3 separate regions of the Mus musculus genome follow, and all the other regions are linked to region 1. Evidence: chromatin contacts called from public HiChIP or PLAC-seq data. All regions are on one chromosome and are shown on one strand. The core of a region is the stretch at or near the end of the contact, and the rest is flanking DNA. Distances in the headings are between cores, read along the strand shown.

The links. HiChIP or PLAC-seq counts read pairs in DNA pulled down with a chosen protein or histone mark.
Region 2: a contact with region 1 is called in an H3K27ac HiChIP or PLAC-seq map of large pre-B cells, with 4 times the contacts expected there. The contact joins two enhancer-like sites. A contact is called at or near these places in 1 of 15 datasets of contacts at CTCF or cohesin (the NIH/3T3 cell line), 1 of 484 Hi-C or Micro-C datasets (bone marrow-derived macrophages) and 8 of 115 datasets of contacts at active chromatin or transcription factors (bone marrow-derived macrophages, craniofacial prominence, embryonic basal ganglia and 3 more).
Region 3: an H3K27ac HiChIP or PLAC-seq map of large pre-B cells shows a contact between it and region 1, with 3 times the contacts expected there. The contact joins two enhancer-like sites. A contact is called at or near these places in 1 of 484 Hi-C or Micro-C datasets (bone marrow-derived macrophages), 3 of 115 datasets of contacts at active chromatin or transcription factors (craniofacial prominence, embryonic basal ganglia and large pre-B cells) and 1 of 9 other capture datasets (embryonic stem cells).

What each region holds. Positions count from the first base shown.
Region 1 is chr5:118,303,213-118,306,814 of GRCm38.p6, reverse strand. No RefSeq gene overlaps it. Among named protein-coding and RNA genes, the nearest start is that of Gm25076, 39 kb to the right of the region's middle. Within about 2 kb of position 1,659, at least 8 of the 459 cell types and tissues checked have an H3K27ac peak or open chromatin away from gene starts, as enhancers often do.
Region 2 is chr5:118,646,046-118,649,647 of GRCm38.p6, reverse strand. The region is part of intron 2 of Med13l (mediator complex subunit 13-like); the gene reads right to left. Among named protein-coding and RNA genes, the nearest start is that of Med13l, 87 kb to the right of the region's middle. Within about 2 kb of position 2,012, at least 47 of the 459 cell types and tissues checked have an H3K27ac peak or open chromatin away from gene starts, as enhancers often do.
Region 3 is chr5:118,612,393-118,615,994 of GRCm38.p6, reverse strand. All of the region lies in intron 2 of Med13l (mediator complex subunit 13-like), which reads right to left. Among named protein-coding and RNA genes, the nearest start is that of Med13l, 53 kb to the right of the region's middle. Within about 2 kb of position 1,699, at least 136 of the 459 cell types and tissues checked have an H3K27ac peak or open chromatin away from gene starts, as enhancers often do.

The DNA.
Region 1 (3,602 bases), core at 410-2,909:
GAGTTCAGACTAGACAGGTAAGCGCTTGCAACCAAGACCATTACGTAATGGGGTGCAGGGAATGTGTCCGCATATTAAACTGTGCCGCCGAAAGGGACAGAGCTGGAGGTCTTGCCGGCATCCTGTCCCTGGCTCAAAGCACCAGCTAGGATTCACGTGACAGGACTTGAACAGGCCACACATCATTGGGGATAGCCATCTACTGGGAGCAATGACCAGTACCTCAGGAGCAAGCAGAGGATGGTTACTGTCCCTGGTGGGCGACTAGGCCCTCGGGAGCCAACCTGGACATACAGGGACCTCCACCCTCTCTGCCTTCCATGGCTCTGGATGAGTAGGGGATACCCCACACACACTTCTTCAGGACTCAGAAGTAACACCCTAGGCATCGGGCTGGTGGGTGGCCCAGCATCTATAGATTGTTTCCCAAGCCCTTTAAATGCTTCCTTATACCTATACATTTGTTTCCAGCCTCTGAGTCAGACAGACAGACAAAGCCCGAGTTACCCCCCTCCCAGCACAGAGGAGGGGCCTGGGGGAAAGGAGACAAGACATGAAGAAATTTGAAGTTGTTCAATATCACCCAGGAGGTGGGAGAAAAGTTTAGTTCACTTCTTGGCAGGGAGCTGCCATTCAGCTGTGGCTATTGCTACAATAGGCCCATAGGTATTATGTGGTGTGTGTGTGTGTTAGAAACAGTGTCTCTGGCTGGAGAGATAGCTCAGGATTAAGAGCACTGATTGCTCTTCCAGAGGTCCTGAGTTCAATTCTCAGCACCCACATGGTGGCTCACAGCCATCTGTAATGAGATCTGATACCCACTTCTGGTGTGTCTGAAGACAGCTACAATGTATTCATATAAATAAAGTAAATAAATAAATCTTGAAAAGAGAAAAAGGAAGGAAGAAAGAAAGAAGGAAAGAAAGGAAGAAAGAAAGGAAGGAAGAAGGAATGTCTCACTTAGTAGCCTAGGCTGTCCTGGAATTTACTATGTAGCCCAGGCTAGCCATGGCAAGCCTCCTGTCTCAGCTTCCTGAGTGCTGGATTACAGGTGTGAGCCACCACACCCAGCAGCATATACTTAATTATTCTTTCTCTCTGCCCTCCCTCCATCTCGGAAAAGACCATTCCTTCCTCCCCTATCTGTTCTCCCTGCATCTCTTGAGGCAGGAATTATTTTAATATCCATACAAGGGAATATCATTGAGCCCGGGAGGAGAAGGTTATTCTGGCACACAGTAGGACATGGAAGAACCTCGCAATATTTCTTGTGAAACGAGCCAGTTCTAAGAGGACAAACAGTGGACGTTCCCACTCACAGGAAGCCCCTGAGAGGCCTCTGTGGCTTTGGCTAAACTCCCAGAGACAGCAGAGGAAGATGCTGGTTGCAGGATGCGGAGGAGAACGATGGGGTGCACTTTACTAGGTGCGGGGTTTCTGTTCTAGAAGAGAGCTTTCCGTGCTGACAGCAGCGACACTCAGGCAACCTCGAGTGTACTCGACGTTGCTGTTCATGGTGGCTGGCATGGAGAAGGACATGTGCAGATTCTTCGCCACGACAAAAATGATAACTTATTTTTGAAAATTAGGATCTAGAGCTTGGTGGAATGGGGAAGTGCCATCCATCCATGTCAACAGTTTCCGCCCTGCACAGGAGGGCTTGTGGGTCCGTTACACTTGTCCCAAGAGAGGAGTTTATGCGTGTCCCGCTTTGGACACACAGGTTATCAGACTGTACCTTAAAAATAGTAATAGCAAGATGGGTCAGGCAGTGGTGGGGCACGCCTTTTTTTCTTTCTTTCTTTCTTTCCTTTTTTTTTTGACAGGGTTTCTCTGTATAGCCCTGGCTGTCCTGGAACTCACTCTGTAGACCAGGCTGGCCTCAAACTCAGAAATCCGCCTGCCTCTGCCTCCTGAGTGCTGGGATTAAAGAGAACACAGAGAAACCCTGTCTCAAAAAACAAAAAAACAACAAAAAAAGGAAGATGGGACAGCAGTAGAAGATGCATACCGTCAGGCCTTACGACCTGAGTTCAAACCTCAGGACCCACAGGGTGGAATGAAAGAACTGAGGTTTGAAAGTTGTCCTGACTGCTGTATGTGAGCTGTGGCACACACACACACATACGCATGCATGTACATGCACACAAATGTGCACACACACATGCACACATAGCACATGTGCTCAGACACGTATCCACATATACACATAAAGAATAACAGCAATAGCAGCAGCCTCTCAGATCCATTTTGGAGACCTCTCCTGCTGCAACACAAGCATCTCCCAGGAGCCACGACCTCCCTGGGTGTCCATCTGGATAGCATCCCTGTGGTCTGTTGTTTGGGATGACTTTCTTGGGACAGTGGTTTTTAATCCCTTACTGATGAAGGAGAGATTGTCTTTCACAGCCTCCCAGCACTGCTCTGCGCTGTGTCAGTGGAGTGGGGTGGTCTGTCCAATTCCTAACCAGCTGCACCTGAGATGCGCTCACCCCAGGCTGCAGCTCTCCAGCGTCAGCCTGGCCTCATCAGCACTTTATCCGTGAAGTCCTGCATAACCAGTGTGGATTTAGACAGCTCAGATCATCAGGCTCATGAAGGAGGCAGAAGAGAGAGGATCAACAAAACCTCTGCTTTGGTGATGGAAAGCAAGGTGGCCTGTCCGTGATCAGGAGACCAAAAGGCTGAGCATCCTGAGCCATGACAGGTGACACAGAGCCCAGGATGAATGAACTGGGAAGGGCCCCAAGCATACTCCCTTGCTCTGGCTCGCTTCAGAGAAGAAAGGGTGTGTGATCAAAGAGACAGTCAGTGATACACAGTGAGCAAACCAGACCTGCAAATGTGTGCGCATATACACATATACATACAAGCATATATGTGCTGGGCTGCATGTGTGTGCATGCACATGTGTGCCTACAAGTGTTTGTGTGCCTAAGTGTATGTGTGTGCATACACATGTCTGTATACAAGTGTACATGTGCTTGCTTGTACGAATGCGCCTGTTTGTGTGTGTGCATACACATGTATGTAGGCCTGTTTGCATGTGTGGGCCTGCTTGCATGTGTGTATGCATGAGTATGATTGCATATACATGTATGTGTGCCTGTATGTGTGTTTATGTAAGCAAGCAAGTGTGTATGCCTCCATGCATGTGTGTATGCATGAACATGTGTGCATACAAATGTACATGTGTCTGCTCTGCTTGGGTACATATATGTATGCCTGTGAGGCCATCCAAGTCTGTCCCCAACAGCCAGAGGTCAGAGCTGGTGAGCCCAAATGCTGGTGTAGCTTTAGACAAACCACACCAGAGACTTTGGCTCCCATGGTGGCTTCCAGGAGCTAGACTATTTTCAGATTCAAAAGAAAATCTGTTCGTCCCACATGGCATTAGCTCTGGAAGAAGCCTATCTCTGTAAATAGCATCAGTTCCACCTATGGCAGGCAAGATCCCGTGTTCATCAGCTCTGCAGACACTTTGACAAAGGCTCTACAAAGGGACAAATGTCGCAGGCCATTGTGGCCACACCTTTCATTCCCAGTGCTTGGGATGCTGAGGCAAGAGAATCATGAGTTTGAAGCCATCCCGAGCTATATAG
Region 2 (3,602 bases), core at 763-3,262, 340 kb before region 1:
AACACTGAGTGTAAAACACTGAGTGTAAAACACTGAGAGCACTTTTTAATACAAAAAAAAAAAAAAAAAAAAAAAGGGCTTGTTGTACTTGGCAACTTACGAGGCAGGATTATGTCCAAACTAAGCATCTTCTGTTCTATGCCAGATAAATATAATATTGAGTCTGAAGCACAGAGAAATAACCAAATAGTCCTAGCTACCATAGTCTTCAGAGTGTAACTTATCAGTAACAATAACATGTAAAACCACTGGTCTGGAGAGATGGCTCAGGGGTTAAGAGCAAAGACTGCTCTTCCAGAGGTCCTGAGTTCAATTCCCAGCTACCATATGGTGACTCCAACCATCTGTAATGGGATCTGATGCCGTCTTCTGGTGTGTCTGAAGACAGCTACAATGTCCTCACACACATAAGACAAATAAATAAATTTTAAAAACAAAGCAAAAGGTAGAACTTTGGTTTGGTGTTTCTATTAATCCTGCCAAAAGCCATTTTTAAAGTGTGTGTCGCTGCCATACCCATAAAGATGAGTGCAGGCCCCCGTTCTCTCTAGCTCTCAGCACACACACACCACACGGCAGCTGGTGACACTGACAGCAGCAGTGATGCTCACTGTCCTTTCTCTACTAGAGCGTAACTGTAAACAACCAAACCACAAGGCTGTCCCTTTACAGGAACAACGGGAAACTTACATTTCTTATGTGAACTCTTACAATGCCCAAGCATATGTACTGATTTTTGTAGTCATAAAAAAATTTGTAAAGTTGCCGGGCAGTGGTGGTGCACACCTTTAATCCCAGCACTTGGGAGGCAGAGGCAGGGGTATTTCTGAGTTCAAGGCCAGCCTGGTCTACAGAGTGAGTTCCAGGACAGCCAGGGCTACACAGAGAAACCCTGTCTTGAAAAACAAAAATATTTTGAAAATGAAAAAATAAATAAATAAAGAGTTGATCCCTTGCTAGAAGAAACTACCGAATCATTAGTAGTTTGAGATAAATGAATTATTAAACATACTGTTAAAAGATGGGCATTACTCCAAGCAGCTCACACTGATCTGAATGTTAGTGTCTCATTTCCATTCATTCATAAACACCACAATGTATATACATATTCATTCACTCACATGGAAGTTCAGAACAAAACTTTAATGAAATACAGTAATTCTTGAATTTCTCACTGTGTGCAAACAATTCTCAAACACTATCATTACGATTCTATTTTATGCATCATTATGGAAGTATACCAGATCATATATTAAAGCCAATTATATAGCTGATGCTGGTGGTCTTCTTCAGAAATTCTACTACTGCTATAAAATGAAGAGAACAATTGGCTCAGAGAGGGAACAGTTTGGAAAGACACAATTGACATAGTGCCTGCCCGTGAACAGGGAGAGAGACGTCAGAAATCCACCCCGCAGACCAATCTGCTAGCCTCTTTGCGTCTGAGAAGTAGCACTTGCTGATTTTAGCCTTCTGAAAGAATGGTGAGGGGTTCCCACGCTCGCACTCTTTGCCCCACGTGTGTGTAGTGTGAACACTTCTTTTCTCTTTGCTCCCACCCAACCAACCTTGCTGGTGAACCGTGCAGTGTGTATGGAAGCGCCGCCCCACCCCCACCCAGTGTCCACTCTGCATCTCTCCTCACAGTCTGCGGTCCCAGGTGAGCTAGCCCTCCCTTCCTGACTCACAGGGCTTGTCTTCCTTGTCTACAGGGCTCTACAATTTCTGCCTGCTTTAAGTCGCCAGTGTACGACTAACTTAACCTCACACATGGGGGGCAGGGAGAGCTTGTTCATGCTTACTTTCTAATCCTCATTTACAATGAGCACTGAGCCCCACAAACACACTAGGCCCCAAGGTCAGTTTGTGACTCAACAAGCAAATAACTTAAAGGTGTCTGTCAGTCGGTGTCTGTGAGAACTTTCTCAGCTCACTACCCAGTCCCCCAGCATGGAAGCAGGCCACAAGGAGTCCCTGAGCACTGAGGACAAAGGGGAACTAAGAAATGCTATAAGGACACAAGTGACTCAAAGAAGACAACAGCAGTAACGAAGACACAGAGAAGCCACGACAGACACTGAGCCTGGCTTCGCAAGACTGCACGTGCTACATACAGTTCCTTCCCCGTGGCCCCTAAGTCTCTAGAGCTAGGTGACAAGCAAAGGCATCTCATAACTGAGTGATCAAACCATAAAAACCAGAGGGCAGGGGTGCACAGAGTCTGAAGAGGAAAGGGAGAGCCAGTTCCCACACCCTTGCTCTCTGGTCTCCACATCAGGGTGTGGCATGTATGCAAACACAGACAAGGTCATAATTTAAAAGTTACAAAAAAAAAAAAACAAAAACCACTACTGACAATAGAAGCGTCAGAACTGGATGGATTCATTCCCCTTACATTAGGCCTTCTGTAAGCTAAGCCCCAAGTGCATGTGCTTAAGAAAAGCACGTATGTCAAAAGGGCTGCTCTAACTGTAAGGAACTCTGCAAGAACCTAATTGGAATTCCAGTAGACGTGGAGATCGCTACAATACCAAGATGGCCCCAAGCCAAATCTCTTTTCTGGCTGACCATGCAGGCCATGTCACTGGACATTAACTTCACATATCGTGCAACAAGCCACCCAGTGTCTAGTCCTCTTCTGTCTGCCTAAGGCCAGAACATACCTTCCCATGCAGTAAGCCAGAGTATCAACATACTCACATTTAATTACAATAGAGTCTTGGAAAGCAAATCCAAGATGGCAGAAAACACACTATTTCTACCCTTCCTTCCAGTTAATATCTACATCTTGTCATCATTTTGTAAAGCCACATTTCTAGAATGCAATGGGTAAGGAAGCCTTAAACCATCCAAACTAGCATTCCCAATCTCCCATAAGCAGGCCTCAACTTCTTCAGGTCTCCCCTGCCAACAGCTAGATGCTGCCTGCTGCTCCGTCAGAATCCTGTGGCACTTGACCACAACCTTCACAACTCAGGTACACAACATCTCTAAGCCTGGATATTCCTACCCTGACCTGTAAGGTCTTCTCCCTGTGCCAATACTTGAAGTCTCTGTAGATTCCATCCTTACTGAAGCTCTGAGAATGGAGAAAGATAATCTGTCCTGAACCAGCTAGTCTAGACTACAAATAGAGGCCTCCTGCTTCCTAGTCACATGGCCTCAGGCTGCCCCACCCGAGATTATGTGATGTGCTGCTTCTTCTTCCCAATGAGACCTATTAGATCTCAATTCTGAGGGTCAGAATGAGTACACAGAAGTCTCCCCTCGTGGGAACTCAGCACTGTCTCACTCCTGACGGGGATCACCTAACTGCTATAAGAAAACTAGACCTATGGAGAATCCCAAGGAAGTCTGCCTAAACTTCTTAACCAGGTTTACAACAACCAAAGTCAGTGAAGGGAGTTGGCTACTAAAAGGAGTGTGTTTAATGTCTTCATGAAGAAGTCTATTTTCAAAGACAATTGGCTCAGATCAATGATGCCTTAAACATAGAAGTGTCAGATCTATTAAATGCTGTAGACACAAATATTTCTTAATGTACTATCTTCCCATTGCTTCTTTGATGAAAAAGTATTCTAAACCCAGGTATGGTGGCACAC
Region 3 (3,602 bases), core at 450-2,949, 310 kb before region 1:
ACTACTCCACCCTGGCCTTAGACAGACTGACAGGGACTTGTCTCAGAAGCAACACCACCTCGGCCTTAGATAGTCAGACAGACAGACAGACAGACAGACAGACAGACAGACAGGCACTTGTCTCAGAAGCAATGCCACCCTGGCCTTAGACAGACAGACAGGCACTTGATTCCCAAAAGGCAGGCAGAAAAAACTGAAAGACTTCTTAACCTATTGTGCAAAACCCTGTGAAGTGTTGTCATACTTCAACTCTTCTGGTAATTGTATCAGCCATGTGTTAAAGATAAATGTAAGCAAGCTTAACGTCTACTTGGTCAATTTTTAAAATAATCAAAAGAAAGCTCGAAACCAAATGTATGCACAAACGTAGAAATAGCAGAAATGAAACCCCCAGTTAGTCTTCGTAAGCATATGTCAAAAGGGCAACAGAACCGGCCACTTTCTCCATGCACAGCTCCTGTCTCTGACCCTGGAGACCTTATCTAGGAACCTGGGATGTAGAAGGGACAAGAGTTCTTCAAAGGTCACAGCTGCCCTAGAGAGGTAAAAAGATCGAGACTCTGCATCTCTAGGGGCCATGACAACAACTTAAGAAACCTCAGTCTTCAGACAAATAAGCAACATATTTCTATTCTTCAGTGCCAAGAGGGTGCTTTTACGTATTGATTTAAAGCAGTGCCTCTTCTCAGCGTGACTGCTAGCTACAGGCTCGGCTTTAAGCATAAACACCACAGGTCTTCACAGTAGTTTGTTGTTTTAAAAGTCACTTAAAATACAGCACCTAATTATTTTCAGTATTTCTACCAAAACGCTCTCAAGAATGCTACCTAAATGCCTTGTTAAATCTAGTCAAGATGAAGAGGTAAAAGCAAGAGAGAAGGGCTGGAGAGATGGCTCAGCAGTTACCAACATTGGCTGCTCCTCCAGAGCACCCAAGGTTCAATTCCCAGCACCTACAACTCTCTACCTGTAACTCTCTTTCCAGAGGATCTGACACCTCATGCACATGTACAGTAGGCAAAAAAAAAAAAAAAAAAAAAAAAAAAGGTAGAAATTTTTCAGAAAAACATAGTTCCTAAAACCCAGTTCCTTACAATCTCCCAACACCAACCCTCTTCCCTGGAGGTGGAAGTCAGGGAAGCCCTGGGAAGACCCAGGGTACCACAACTGAGGCTCCTGAGGGGGAAGAATGAGAGCCAGGAGCTGCCAAGAGCGCACAGCAGAAAGGCAGGAAGTGAGGAGTGCAAAACATCAACAAGCTCTTTAGCCTTTGAACTATCTGAAAAGCTCAAGTGTCTGGAATAGAGGAAGTAGGAGTATTACCGGGGCTTCCTTTCCATCAAGCTCAAAGAAAGACAGTTGACAAACAAGAAATGGAAAAAGTCTCAGAAGTACCTGAAAATACCATGTTTAGTAGTCCTAAAATATAAAACCCCCTGGCTGAAGCTGTCTGCAGAGGTACTTAATACAAAGCCACCTGCCCGGCCGTCCAAATGACCTCTGCAGTGTCTCAGCCTTAGTGCAGAATGGTAACTCAGTGCCCTGTCAGAACCAACTGCACAGAAGGAACGCTTTCCATCCTTGAGCAGTGGCCTGCCCAGGCTCCCTCCCTCCATCACACTGAGCTCAGTGGGCAGAGGCAGAGCAGCCTCTCTCCAAGAGCACCGGGAGCACCACGTGCTGCCCAGCTATCTGTAACTGCCAGCAGCCCCGGGCTCCTTGCCATAAAGACTCCATCTCTTTGTCCATTCTTCAGCCCTTAGCACAGGCCCTATTCCATTTCCACCAGAGGGATGCTCTTCTGGGACAAAAAAAAAAAAAAAAAAAGGAGCTTTAACTGCTTCAAAAACAGCTCTTAGCAGCCGCCGCTGGCTGGAGTTAGAGAGCAACCTTGGGGGTGTTTAATGTAAGGAGTCTAACACTTTAAATTGGCATTTACCACGCAGAAATCCACCCTCTTTTACAGAAAGCCTAAAAACATTATCATGCTCACATGAAAATACTCACAGACACCTCTGAAAGCACGAGTCACACACATAACAAACAGCCTGCTGCCTGACCTGGCACCTGGCAAGGGACCAAAACAGGACCAGTATGGCAGTCACTCTTCTTCCCAGGAACCTAACAAAGTTTTACTCACTGTAGAGGGTGAGCAAGTGTGTGTGTGTGTGTGTGTGTGTGTGTGTGTGTGTGTCTCCTTGGGTCTGCACTGTAGCATCACAGCCTGGCCTCAACCTCACAGGATTTACAGCACACCCCATGTCTGCCTCCCTGGGCCCAGCTTCTCTTTGAAGGTGCTGAGGTCTGCTCTCACAGACCTTCTGTCACCCAGGATAAACTGCTGGGCCCATCACTGCACACCGAGGCTACTCACAGGGGAGAGGGGGAGTGTGAATTAGGAAGTATCAAGAACATCAGATACTGTTGACATTACTTAGGGCTTAACACGTATCTCTGGGTTCCCACCACCTTGCGTGCCCAACAGCTCCTCCACACCAACAGGACTTCGCAGGGCAGGGCTCACGAGGAGCCTTCAGCTGCAGCTCCTAACCCCTGTCCTACACACAGCATGGAAAGCCTGGAGAGTAACGCTGTGCAGGGCTAGCTCAGGAAGGGAGCAGTGAGTCACGGCGTGGCTTTGGATAATACGGGTAGAGGCAAGAAGGAGCCTAGGAAAGCTAAGTCACAGTCAGTGAGAGGGAGGGAAACCACAGGAAGCTGAAGCTTAGTCCTTAACGTCTACATCCACACCCATCCCATGGGGGACACACCTAGAAACACAAAAAGTCATCTAACTCCTGCTTAGGTCTGGGGGTGAGTCTACTACGCCTTGGTCTGGCACTCTCTTCTCTGTGTTCCTTCTCTCTGTGGAAGGATCCACTGGCCACCAGTGAGTCACTGTATCCATCCCCTGCCCCCTCCTGCGTCGGTCGGAGGTGTTTACAGCAGTGGACTGGCTCTTGTTCTACAGCACTAACCAGAGAACCTTGCTACTATGGGCAGGAAAAGCAACTTTAATTTTAATAGAACAAGCCTACCCTCGGCCATTTCTGCTTAAGAAAATGGGCAGAAGGGTTGCTATGCGTGAGAACATCAGGCATCTACCTTCTGCCCACGCCCTCATCTGCAAGAAGCAGCAGACACCCTGTCCTGCTTGAAGTAATGGGGAAGAAGACACAGACAACACACGGTTAAGGGCTGGAGAGATGGCTCACAGACTTGAAGCTGAAAGTACTTGATGCTCTTGCAAAGGACCTGGGTTTAGTTCCCAGCACTCACATAGTAGGTCACTGCCATCTGAGTTGCAGTTTCAGGGAAGCCAAAGCCTTCTGGCCTGCATGGGCACCAGGCATGGACATGCACACAGACATACAAGAGGAGCGCTCGTGGAATGCCACTTGTCCTTTGGCTCCTTTGTCTTTTCTTTTTTTCTCCTTTCGTGTCCTTCTCAGACCAGGAAAATGGCATATTGGCTGACTCTCAGTATTTCTAAAGCACTTTTCTACTTTAAATTAAAAACAATTTAGGGGTTAAATACAGCAGCAGATTCCTTTAAATAATTCCAACACTTGGGAGATGGGGGCAGGAGGATCAAGGCCAGT